Linked DNA regions of Mus musculus: all the other regions are linked to region 3. The links are chromatin contacts, called in public HiChIP or PLAC-seq and promoter capture Hi-C maps. All regions are on one chromosome and are shown on one strand. Each heading gives the region's core, a stretch centred on a gene start, on an enhancer-like site or on the middle of the called end of the contact. The rest is flanking DNA. Distances are from core to core; before and after follow the strand shown.

The links. HiChIP or PLAC-seq counts read pairs in DNA pulled down with a chosen protein or histone mark. Capture Hi-C pulls out chosen DNA fragments and counts their contacts.
Region 1: a contact with region 3 is called in a promoter capture Hi-C map of liver, with 2.4 times the contacts expected there. The contact joins the promoter of Ndufb10 here to the promoter of Lmf1 in region 3. A contact is called at or near these places in 2 of 115 datasets of contacts at active chromatin or transcription factors (embryonic stem cells and pancreatic cancer cells) and 2 of 9 other capture datasets (adipose tissue and liver).
Region 2: an H3K27ac HiChIP or PLAC-seq map of embryonic stem cells shows a contact between it and region 3, with 2.4 times the contacts expected there. The contact joins the promoter of Meiob here to the promoter of Lmf1 in region 3. A contact is called at or near these places in 2 of 115 datasets of contacts at active chromatin or transcription factors (bone marrow-derived macrophages and embryonic stem cells).

The regions. Positions count from the first base shown.
Region 1 is chr17:24,721,991-24,726,101 of GRCm38.p6, reverse strand. It overlaps Ndufb10 (NADH:ubiquinone oxidoreductase subunit B10), which reads left to right and starts at 1,679. Exons shown (of 4, transcript NM_026684.3): 1 at 1,679-1,915; 2 at 3,309-3,447; 3 at 3,582-3,721; 4 at 3,882-4,042. The coding sequence starts at 1,768. The coding sequence ends at 3,985.
Region 2 is chr17:24,802,258-24,806,686 of GRCm38.p6, reverse strand. It overlaps Meiob (meiosis specific with OB domains), which reads right to left and starts at 2,305. Exons shown (of 14, transcript NM_029197.1): 1 at 2,275-2,305.
Region 3 is chr17:25,577,150-25,581,570 of GRCm38.p6, reverse strand. It overlaps Lmf1 (lipase maturation factor 1), which reads right to left and starts at 2,397. Exons shown (of 11, transcript NM_029624.4): 1 at 2,192-2,397. The coding sequence starts at 2,384.

The DNA.
Region 1 (4,111 bases), core at 430-2,929, 850 kb after region 3:
TCTCGGCAACCACATAGTGGCTCACAACCATCTAATGGGATCTGATGCCCTCTTCTGGTGTATCTGAAGACAGCTACAGTGTACTCATATATAATAAATAAATAAATCTTTAAAAGCTGGTACCACTACCATCAGACTTTTTCCTTTTTTTTTTAATTAAAGATTTTATTTTATTTATGTGTATGTGTGTTTTGCCTCTGTGTATGTCTGTGTACCACTTGTGTGCCTAGGGTTCTTGAAGGCCAGAAGAGGGCATCAGATCCCATGGAACTGGAGTTGCAGACAGTTATGAACCACTATATGAGCAGTAGGCATCAAACCCAGGACCTCTTGAAGACCACTTAACTGCTAAACCATTTTTCCAACCCTTTCTTTTTCTTTTGAGAAAAGGTCTCAGCAGGAAGTGGTGGCTCATGCCTTTAATTCCAGCTCTCAGGAGGCAGAGGCAGGGAGATTTCTGAGTTCCAGGCCAGTCTGGTCAACAGAGTGAGTTCCAGGACAGCCAGGGGTATATAGAGAAACCCTGTGAAAGAAAGAAAGAAAGAAAGAAAGAAAGAAAGAAAGAAAGAAAGAAAGAAAGAAAGAAAGAAAGAAAGAAAGAAAGAAAGAAAGAAAGAAGGAAAGAAAGAAAGAAAGAAAGAAAGAAAGAAAAAAGAAAAAAGGTCTCATATTATAACCCATCTGGCCTTGAACTCATGGCAATCCTGTCCTTGGCCACCAAAATACTAGGCTTATAGGCCTGAAACTACATATCTGGCTCCCCAAACTGATCTTGAACTCCTGGATTCCAATGATTGTCCCAGCTCAGCCCCTTATGTAGGTCCAAATACAGATTTGTGCCACTATGCCCATGTGTCTTTTTAGGTTTTTGTTTTTGGCTTGTTGAGACAGCGTTTCTCGAACTCAGAGACCCACCTGCTTCTGCTCCCAAGTGCTGGGATCAAAGGCTTGCACATTATTTATTACACAATCAAAATTCTGTAGTTGTAAAATTACTGACTCCATTAGGTTTAAAATGTTCCTTGGGGATAGTGGTTTTACACTACATGCTAAGATTCTATGCTACCAAAATGATAAGATTTGTGGGTCTGACTTAGGTGTCACAACTGATGTCTATATTAGACTAGATTATGATAAATCTCTACAGCTAATAGCTGTTTCTTAGCCCCTAACTCTGGCAGGAGGTGACCAGCACCTAGATGACACATAAGTGAGGATTTCCAGGTTGCAAAACCAGGTTTTAAACACATAAACTCAAGAGTTTTGGCAGTGCAGTCCTGGACAGTGAACAATTCAGGACACAAGTGCTCAGGACCAGAACCACCAGAAGCAGGGCGAAGCACTGTGCCTAGGGTGGCGGACCCTTTTCCTCCAAGGATTGCATCTTCAGAGAAGTCCCGAGGTTCACTGGGACCCACCAGCCCCAGGGAACCTAGGCAGAGTCTAGAGCAGTTGTTGACTGGTGTGTGTACTCTTCCAAGCCATGTTCACCATATTCCCTGCTATCTTAGCTGGTAGGTCAGGGCAAAGCATTTCCAGCCATTTGGTGATCTTTGTCCAACTAAAAACAGGATGCCTCAGAGCGCTGGGGACCACAAGGGGGTGCTCGAGAGGCGAACCACTATCCCATGGTGCCTCGCGGCTGCCCACTACGCAGGCGCAGCTGTCACCTTTCTGCGCAGGCGTAGAGGTCCCGCGTCCTTAGCGGGCCCAGCGGATCCGGACGTGGAGCGAGTAGAAGGTCGGTGGGGAGAGTTTGCTTAAGCCATGCCAGATTCTTGGGACAAGGATGTGTACCCGGAGCCCCCGAGCCGCACGCCTGCTCCCTCGCCGCAGACCTCGCTCCCTAACCCCATCACCTACTTGACGAAGGCCTACGACCTCGTCGTGGACTGGCCCGTGACCCTCGTGAGAGGTACAGGGTCTAGAATTTCGCCCGCTTAGTGGAGATCCCCCCTACCCCGCGGATCCCACATCCAGTTTCCGCCCCCTGAAACCACCACCCGCTGCATGCCGCTGTCCCGCACCCTGAATCGTCTCAATCTCCCCCAGTGCATCTAAGATACCCTCTACCTTTTATCTGAGACGCCCCGGTGCTGTCACTCCAGATCACTTCCCACGCCCTCCCGTCTACCCTGCTGCACCGCAGGATAGTCCACTTCTTTCCGGGACTACCCTGTCTATAATCCTTTCTGTCTTCAGCAGAACCCCAACTAACCTTTCGTCGACCCCGGTCGTTCTTTTAAGCGGTGGAGGTTGGAATCCGGGAGGTTGTGGTGCATGCCTTTAATCCCAGCACTGGGGAGGCAGAGGCTGGTGAATCTCTGGGTTTGAGGCCAGCCTGGTACAAAAGTACCAAAAACAGGAATCTAACCCACCTGCAAGGAGCTTTCCTTGTTGTACACAAGTAGCCAGTCAATAAGCCCTTGTTGAAATGGACCGTTTGTATCCGTCTGCATGACCAGGGTGGTAATTTTGTTCTCTTTGGACCACAGTTTAACCTGGCAAAGCCGTGTTTTAAATGTCTATCCCTGGTCCCAGAGAACGATCCACTCAACCTGTTTGCCAGAACGGTGGGCAGCAGCTGGATCAGGCTGGGCTTAAGCAAAGCAGCTCATTTATCCAGCATTAGGGGTGCACAGCATGCTTAAGATTTTTTTTTTCCTTAGTGTTGAGGGTCCGGTTGTGGTGGCTTCTTTGTGAGACAGCATCTCCAATGTTATACAGGACAACAAACATAGCAAATATCTTTATCAGCTGCTCAGTAGCTTGGGTTAGACACTTGTCACTGTCCCTGGCTTACAGGTGGTCCTTGGGTTAGAAAGATGGTTTTCAAGCCAGTCCCAAGTGCATTATTGCAGTAAGGTCAACTACATTTTTGGGTAGCATCTTAGAAATGTCTGTGTCTGGAACTCTGCTGTGTAATTTGCCATTGGGTCTTGCTTGAGTTCCTAATAGAGCCTCCTTGCCTATTCAACTCCACCCCACCCCATGGGTAGTTGGGCTCAATTGTGGGGTCTGTAAAAGCTTGGGACTTTATTTTGTATTTTTGGGTTTGGTTTTATTTTTATTTTACTATTTTTTTTTTTTTTTTTTGGTTTTCTCGAGACAGGGTTTCTCTGTGTATCCCTGGCTGTCTTGGAACTCTTTGAAGACCAGGCTGCCCTCGAACTCAGAAATCTGCCTGCCTCTGCCTCTGCTGGGATTAAAGGCGTGCGCTACCACGCCCGGCCAGTTTGGGACTACAGACCCTTCGCCTCAAGCTGCTTCAGCTGACAGGCCAAGGTTCAAGGTGTTCTCTTCCGCAGAGTTTATTGAACGACAGCATGCCAAGAACCGAACCTACTACTACCACCGACAGTACCGTCGAGTGCCAGACATCACAGAATGCAAAGAGGGTGATGTTCTGTGTATCTATGAGGCTGAGATGCAGTGGAGAAGGGACTTGTACGTAAGCAGCAGGGAACACTGGGCACTATTGGAACCCCATCTCTCCTGAAATGTTGATTCCCTGGGCTGAGGTTAATAGTCCTCTACCCTTTCAAATTCTTGAGACAGGCACTTTTCTCCTAATCTTTCAGCAAAGTTGACCAGGAGATCATGAACATCATCCAGGAGAGACTGAAGGCTTGTCAGCAGAGGGAGGGAGAGAACTACCAGCAGAACTGTGCCAAGGAACTGGAGCAGTTCACCAAAGTGACTAAAGCCTACCAGGACCGCTGTGAGCCCCCCAGCTTTGTGCCAACCCTTTCCTCTCCAGCTTTCCCCACCTATTTAACTGTTAGGCAGCTGGGGATCAGTTTTGAGTTTTCTCAGCCTCTAAGACCTTACCAAGCTCATTTAACAGCTCCCCATGCCCCCCTCCCTAATCTCTTTTCCAGACTTGGACCTGGGAGCCTACTATTCTGCCAGAAAGTGTCTGGCAAAGCAGAAGCAGAGGATGCTGGAAGAAAGGAAGGCTGCGAGGCAGGAGGCTGCTGCCTAGGTGACCAGAACTCTTCATTCCACTGCTAAAAATAAAGTCAAGAGTTTTGGACATAAACTGTGTTTCTGGTGACTAAATTGCACACAGCCATATCCTCTCAGGTTGTATTAGACAAGTCTACTGAAA
Region 2 (4,429 bases), core at 1,056-3,555, 770 kb after region 3:
TGAAGATAATATTGTTACGGCTAACTTTTTAGATAGATATGAATTCTAGTTGAAAAACAGGTGTGGTTTATAGCTTGCTATTCTAGGTAAAGGAAGCTTTCAGAGAACTTGGAAATGACTTTCCTATGTTTTCTGTTTTATTCTACAGATTTATGCTAAGGAAGAGTTCTCCATGATGTTATTTCTATACAGGGTATCTTTGCAACCTCTCACCACAAACCACAAGTTTTGTAACAATGTTTTATAAGACTAGGATTTGTTTCTCTTAGTGCAACAAGTCTCCTTTCTTCCAAACACTCTTGAGTTGTCCATTAGAAAGCTGACCTCCTGGCTACCACACTGGGGAAAGTGTTAGTAACTTTCTATGGTAGTACCTAGCACTGCTTTTGTCAAAAAAATAAATAAATAAAAATTTTAAACATAAAAATTTAGGGGGTGGTCAATAAGATGGCTCACTGAGTAAGGGCTCTTGCTACCAAGACTGGCAACCTGAATCTGATCACCAGAAATCACATGATGCAAGGAGAGAGTCCACTCCCAAAACTTGTCCTCTGACCTCTACACATCCATCGTGGCACCTGACATCTTTACATCATCATCATGTGCGGTATGTATAGTTTATATGCACATGTGTGTACATGAATGTACACAAAGGCCAGAGGAAGAAGCCAGTTCTATTTCTCTTTGCCTTATTTCTTTGAAACAGAGCCTCTCACTGAAACTAAAGCCAGACGGACTGAAGGCTAGCAAGTACCAGTGATCTCTTATCTCCAACCCCCACAAGTGCAGTCATGCCTCACTTTTATGTGGGTGCTAGGATCCAAATTCATCACATCTGCATCCCTTTGTTCTAAGCACTCATCCCTTGAGTCATCTTTCCATTCCCACTCAGTATTTTAACATGTTTCTGATTATTCCAACTGTGTGTCATTCTGGAAAAGGCAAAATCCTGGATATAATGAAAAGAACAGTGGTAACCAGGGGGTGTTATAGGTAGAAGTAAGGGGAAACAAGTGGGACATGAGGTCAGGGAAAGTAATCTGTAGGAATATATGTATTATATATGTTTTACTCATTTTATATAGATGTTTTAACATATATATAACATATTATATATGTATATATATTTTACATACTCTATCCTCCTGGATCCTATATGATATACATACATACTGCATGTAGGCTTCTGATATATCCTGTCCCTATCCTTGAGAACTGACAGGCTCCCTTCCTCCTTAAAACCTCTCTTCCAGCTAGATATGGTGACATATACCTGCAATCTCAGCATTTGGAAAGTGAAGGTAGGAGAATCAAGAGTTCAAGGCTAACCTCAGCTACATAGTGAATTTTTGAAGCCACCCTGGGCTACCTGAGACCCTGTCTCGAGAAGGGAGGGATGGAGGAAGGATTTGAAAGGAAAGAAAGAACCAGACAATTCCGGGAAGATGAAAAGGAAGGAGGAAAGGAGAAAGAAAGGAAGAGAAAGGTAAGCAGGGAGAGGAGAAAGAGAACATTTTTCTCCATTTCCTCTGATGCTTGGAGTGGTGCTGGCTTGTAATCCAAACACAGGAGGCAGAGGCAGGTGAATCACAAGTTCAAGGTTAACCTGAGCTACGTAGGGAGAGCCTGTTTCAACAAACAAACAAACAACTAAAAAGGCCTGTCTCTGGAATTTTGTTTGTTTTGTTTTTCGAAACAAGGATTCTCTGTGTTGCTCTGGCGGCCCTGGAACTCGCTGATTTGGAACTCCACGATCTGCCTGCCTTTGCCTCCCCTCTTGCATGCCTGGGGTTAAAGGAGTGCACCAACCACCCCTGCCTGCCTACGGGATTCATTCTTGTCCTGGGGAGCCTGACAGGGTGAGGATGTGGAGGGTAAGCAACTCCATGGGAGCCATCTGCCGGAATGGAACCTGACAGTACGGCTCTGACCTCGAGAGACACGCTGACCTGGGACACTAACAACCTGGGACCGTGACAGCGAGAAACCTGACAGGAAATGGACGGGCTGGGAGGGAGCTGACAGGAGTGGACAGGCAGGGTAGAACCTGACAAGAAGCAACCGGGCAGGGCAGAAGAGACACGAATGAGTGAGTCTTGACTGGAAGGGACCTGACAGACCGAGGGCCGCGCGCACCGCGGAGAACCTTGGGGACGTCGGCGCGTGCGACCCCGCGCGAGTTTCCCCTCAGCTCAGGCACCAGCTCTCAGAACCGGAGCGCGGTCCCGCGCCGCCGGCCGGATGCCGAAACAGGCAGTCTGGGTCGCGGCTCACCGGATACTTCCGGGCCCGCTAGGTGACCCACGGGGTTCCACCTGACGCCGGTCACGCTCTAGGCCTTCCCACAGCCCGGTGGGCGAACCGCCTGGAGTCCCCGACCGTTAGCTCGAGCCCCGCCCCCTCCGCCCCCTACTGACCGCGCCCCCACTGACTCCGCCCCCAGCGCTTGTGGACTCCGCCCCTATGGCCGCGGGTCTCACGCACGTGTTCACGGTTAGGGGAGAGGCACTACCCATTCCTTGGACTGGAGAACTTTGTTAAGGACTCAGGTGGTGGAGGCCAAGTCGGCCGTAGGTACTGACCCAGAAAAGCCAATTTCGGGGTCACTCGAAGACAGGAGCGGCGACCACGCACCGCACAGGAGCTAGTGAAAGGGGGAAGTCGCTAAGGAAGCAGGCTAGGCATTTGCCGCAGTTCTCTGGTTGGGATCCTGACTAGGGTCTCAGGCTGTCCCCACTGAGCAACCCTCATAAATGTCTTATAATTGCACACGTCTCCGAGAAAGCACAAAGTTACCTTAAGTGAAATATTCTTAATTTAGAGCAGAAAGTGAACTGAAGGAAGACACGGATATAAAAACCGATAGGGTTGTGGAAGAGGAAATGGCCAGATGCTCTTATTAAAGGAGTTTCCCTGGTTTTACCACATACCATATATATCAGGAGGTACACATATAATATTATGTAAAATAATACTATTTGAAAATACCACAGTATTATATAAAATAGATAATACTATTTGGGGGCAGGGACGTTAAGACGGGGTCTTATGATGTCGTTCTGGCCGTCCTGGAACTCACTATGTAGACCAGGCTGACCTTGAACTCTCAGAGGCCTCTGCCTTGGAAGTTCTGTGATTAAAGACATGAGCCATTATGCTGAGCTTAAAATAGATAATACTAATTTTTTTGTTGCTTTTGTTTTTTTAAGACAGGGTTTTCAGGAGGAGGTGGTGGTACATGCCTTTGATCTCAGCACTTGGGAGGCAGAAGCCGGTGGATCTCTGAGTTCAAGGCTAGCCTGGTCTACAGAGTGAGTTCCAGGACAGCCAGGGCTACACAGAGAAACCCTGACTCAAAACAACAAAAAAGACAGGGTTTCTCTGTGTAACAGCCCTTGTTGTCCTAGAACTTACTTTGTAAACCAGGCTGGTCTAGAACTTCAGAGATTGAAGTAGGAGAATCATGTGTTTCAGGATCATGAGTAGCTCAGCTCATGAAGACCTAAAAAAAAAGAAAAAAGGCCAAGTTGGACTATCTAGAACCTGTCTCAAACAAACAAAATTACTACCATATAAAAATCTTACTCTGACTTTCATTAATGAAGTACTTATTGAAATAAGTAAGTTAAGGTCCTATCACTAAATCTATTAAATTTGTCAACATTTAGTATTATTTAATTTTTTTTTCGGTTTCTCTGACAAATATTAAGCAGCCATATGTTAACATATATTACAAAAGAAAACTGCATGTAAGCCAGGAGTGATAGCACATGCCCTCAATCCCAGTTTTAAGGAGGCAGACGCAAGCAGATCTCTGAGTTTGAGGCCAATCTGGTCTACATAGAGAGTTCCAGACCACCCAGGCTACACAGTGAGACCCTGTCGAAAACTAAATTCAAATTTAAAAACACCATTAGTGCCTGGAGAGATAGCTCAGCCGTTAAGAACACTTGTTACAGAGGGCCCAAGTTCAATTCCAGGCACCCATATGGTAGCTCACAGCCATCCATAACTCTAGTTCCAGAGAATCCAAAGTCCTCTTCTGACTTCTGCTGGCACCAGGCATGCAGTGTGCATACATGCATGTGGAGAAAGCATTTACACACACACACACACACACAAAAACAAGAGTACAAAAACACCATTAGAGTCGTTTCCTTCCATCATCAAAATTAATTTTTATTTTTCATTTAAAAAATTCTCGGCCGGGCATGGTGGCACACGCCTTTAATCCCAGCACTCGGGATGGCAGAGGCAGGCGGATTTCTGAGTTCGAGGCCAGCCTGGTCTACAAAGTGAGCTCCAGGACAGCCAGGGCTATACAGAGAAACCCTGTCTCAAAAAAACAAAAAAAAAAAAAATCTCAAACGATAATGGAAGGCAGAATGAATGAAGTACTTCTCACCACTTCAAACTTAATAATAGAAAA
Region 3 (4,421 bases), core at 1,148-3,647:
TAATTACAAGTCTTTCTATAGTAGAAGCAGTGCCAATTCAACATTCAGGTGAACTAGCTGGACAAGTATTATTTTGAAGGGATCTCAGAGAATAGCTCATGGTCCAGTGAGGTCCAGAGCCTTTTAGAAGAAACTACATCTGGGACTGCTGGTTATCCAGCAGCCAGGAATCATGAAACCATGATACAGGAAGATGGGATAAGGAAGCAATAAGGAAGCAAAGCACATTGCACACACACATTGCCCACACACACTAAGCAGCCACTGGAAATATCTGCCTGAGTGAGGAGCTCACAGCCTTTTTGTTTTGTTTTGTTTTGTTGAAACAAGACAGGGTTTCTCTGTATAGCCCTGGCTGTCCTGGAATTCACTCTGTAGACCAGGTTGGCCTCGAACTCAGAAATCCACCTGCCTCTGCCTCCCGAGTGCTGGGATTAAAGGCGTGCACCACCACACCCGGCCTGAGCTCACAGCCTTTTGTGTCAAGCTGAAATGCTAGATCCTATACTGACCAAAGGTGACATTGCCCACCCGAGAGCCCAAGAGCCTATCTGCCAAGTGTCTTCAGCACAAAGCCACCAGGTGCCACTGTACCTTCCAATTCTATCCCTCCTGTAGATTCCCTTCATCTTGCTCTGAGTGTGTCAGTACCAACGTTCCCAGAATTCCTTAGTATTGCATGGGATAAAACAGCACAAGCCTAGATAGTTTTTTCCACCCGCTTTAGAGAGAATAAGTGGAAACTCAGGCAGGCAAACACACGGGACCGTTTGGTTAAGAACTCCAGTTCTCCAATGCACCCGGAAGTAGCCAGTCCGTCACACAAAAATGCACATGAGCCTGACTCTCCACATGAGAGCCACATGGACACAGCCCAAAGTCTAAGATGACTCTTCTGAAAGATGCCGAAGGTACACCATGCACGAGCCTGGCATGTCCTGGGCCCTGGGGCTTACTTAGCACTCAGTTTTGCCTTCCTTACTAAAAGGCTGGGCCATGGCCACCAGTGTCCACATAGTCACTGGGCCACCCCCTAGGTATTAGGAATTAGGGTGAGGATTTGGAACCCACAGTTACTCCCACCAGACAGATGTCCACAGGTTTTAAGCCTGAGCTCCGTCTCATGGCCACAGGCAGGGCAGGCCCAGTGTGAGTAGACAGGCGCTCAGCCTCAGCTGGGGGTTCAGGTGTCACTATAGTGAGTTGTTTGGAACTGGTTCTATATGACATCTCCTGGCCCACTACTGTGGGTAGCAATAACAGGCCAGGAGCTGAGGGGACATCAGTGCCCAGTGTAGTGGTCCACACCTTTAATCCCAGCACTCTGGAGGCAGAGGCAGGCAGATCTCTGTGAGGAGTTCAAGACCAGCCTGGTCTACAGAACAAGTTCCAGGGCAGCCAGGACTATGCAGAGCAACCCTGTTTTAAAAAACAAACAAACAGTAACCAAACCAACAACAACAAAAACCAAAACCAAAAAGCGGTGTGTATGGGGGACACCAGCCTGCCTGCCTGCCAGTACCTTTGATTCCGCTTTTCCTGAAGTGAAGGAGGCTAAGACTCTTTAGGCTCAGGTAGGTATGGGATGCTGCAGTGGACTGTAAAGGTCTGCAGAGCCTAAGCAGAACCTTGGAGTCCTTCCAGAGCTGACCTGGTTGAACCTCACTTCTTGCCTACCAGTGAAATCTGGCTAGATCCTTGGGCCCTCTGCCGGGTGCCCTTCCAAGCAGGTCAGGTTGGAGCTGTTGCACAACCTTTGGGTCCAGTGGGGGACCCACTGAGAGAAGGCAAAAGGGGCGAGGCTAGGTCTAAGTTGCAGGCTAAAGACCGTCATCTCCCCTAGGGCTTCGGAACAGGAATAGAATTAGCATCGTCTCGCCATTCCCAGGGTGCAGGCAGAGGGAGTGCATGGGGACTGCCTTCGCCTCTTACACGTGCTAAGTGGGGCTGTGGAGAGGCAGGGGTTGGGGTGGGGTCCCAGGAACACGCCGAGGAGGGACCTGACATAAAGTTTAAGCAGCCACTGAGTGGGAGGTGAGAAGGCGGGGTCCGGAAGCTCACAGAAGGGCAGAATGGTTTTAGTGCAGGATCCTTGAAGCCTATAGAGGGACAAACGGGAGTCCGGAAGCAATTAGGGTTTGGGACCAGGTCACAGGATGCCGGCAACAGCCCGCTCCCACCGGACACTCACAGTAAATGAAAGCGAGGGCCCGCAGGAGCACGATTCTAGTCAGCCAGAAGGTGCCCGTGTGCAGCCGAGCTGGAGAATCTGCGGGATCTCTAGCCAGAGAAGGTTGCGACGCTGGACTGTGCTCCGCACCCCCGACCTTCCGTTTTCTCAGCGACCCCTCGGGCGCAGCCATTACTAGGCTGTCTGGGCGCATGAGCACAAAGGGCGGTGCGCGCGGAGGCCACGCCCACAAGCCCGAAAGCCACACAAGCTCCCCTGGATGACACGCGGACCTCTTGCAGCCAAGGCCCACGCGCCACGCCCTCTCTGGGCGGTCTCTCCTAGCGGTGGGCGTCTCCGTGGTGGCTTCAGTATTTGCAGAGAGTGAAGCGACAGGGGAAGGAGCTAGTGACGGCAGGCCGTGTCCTGGGTGCGAATGTGCAGGGAAGGCCAGGCCTGTGGCCGTGGCAGAGCAGGGTTTTCATCCTGTATTCCTCTGCTGCCCGCTGCCCAGGAAGGCGCAGATTATACTATAGGACAACTGACAGGAAGAAACCTGAAATTTGCCCTGGAACCTCCTGCTTTCTCTTCTTCCTAAATCTCCTTGTCTGTGGTCCCCAGAGACCTCAGTATACAGGTGGCACCTCTATGAAGATCTAGGACCGTGTTCAAGCTATTTATGGGGCCACTGGACCATCAAGGACTCAGATTTACCCACCAGTAGCATGCGCAGAATCCCAAGGAGACACACCTTAAATGCTGCTTTTATATTTGACTTTATATTTAATAGCTCAGACTGGCCTTGAGCTATAAAGCCCAGAATGACAGCAAAGAAATTGTCCTCATGAGCTGCCTCCCTCGATGCTGGTATTACATGCCACTTGCCTGATAGCAATTCTGCTTTTTCGTGTTAGGTGCCACTCCAGCACTGCCCACAAATGATACTAGAAAGGCGTTCTGCAGCAGAGAAAAGGAGGGTCACTGGTTGTTGTTTGTTTGTTTGTTTGTTTGTTTTTTAACAACTTATCCTTAGCATCTCCTTTTTGTGATTGCTGCTTTGACATATAAGTTACCAATGCTGCATGGTTAAACATGGCATCAACAGCCAGAGTGGTTATAATGCCAACTACAGGGCTCTCTGGAACAAGGGTTTTTTTCCATCCATCTTTCAGAGCTTTCTATGTATTAAAGATCTTGTGCCTTTCTGAATTATCACTGGTTGGTTTTTTTTTTTTTTTTTTTTTGCAACTTATCCTTAGCATCTCCTTTTTGTGATTGCTGCTTTGACATATAAATGACCAATGCTTGCATGGTTAAACAACCCATTAATATTTATACCTCTACACCAGCAGTGAGCCTTTTGTGGGTAAGGACTGGTGTGCTGTTGCTGGGACTCTTCCCGGCCTCCAGGCTTCCTGATACTAGAGTGCTAGCATAGAAATACAGCCTACAACGTGCTTTGGGTATTTTTTTTTTAAGTTTCCTTTTCTTTTTCTTCAGAAGCACTCCCTTGGGAGCCCAGCTGAGAGTATGCCCCATTACAGATGTTGTGATAGGTAATACAAATACTTCCCACCTGCCAGGCTTCCTACAGGCCAGCATCTGCCCAAGGTCTCAAGAATTTAGAGACTGAAGGAACTGTGTATCCTGCATCCAGATCTTTCAGTAGGAACCCTTAGCCCTGCCTCTCCTCACTGGCATATGCCAGGCATGGGATGGGCCAGCAGAGACCTTTGGGGGGGGCAGCTTTAGTCGGCACAACTTCCTCAAATTATTTCTGGAAGCCAGAGCTATGCAGGGAATAGAAGGAGAGGAAGGACCGCTCTGCCATCAGGTGTGACCCTGGGTGCTGTGGCTCAGGTGGGGACCATCCTCACAAAGAGCCCTTTGTCCTCAGCTTCCCCTTGCAGTGGTAACATTGTCCTCCCTGCAGAAGGGCACAATGGGGCATTGTGAAGAGCATAAAGTGGACCTCTTGTTCCAGCATCCAGCGCCCAGCTGGGGCTGGGACTCAGCTCTAGCGTCCCTCTTGGATTTGCCCACGGTGGGCGAGGACAGCAGAAGGGGTCTGCAGGAAATTTGGGTCCTCAGTGGCTGGAGGTTCTTGCCCCTGGCCTGCCTTTCTGGGATGCCATCTGGAACCAGCTTTCAAGCAGGTCACACAGGGCAGGGTTGAGCCAAGAAGAGGTTATCGTGCTTGCCTGTTTCTGCCCGAGTTTAATACAAAGTACAGTGGGAAGCTGGGTATGGT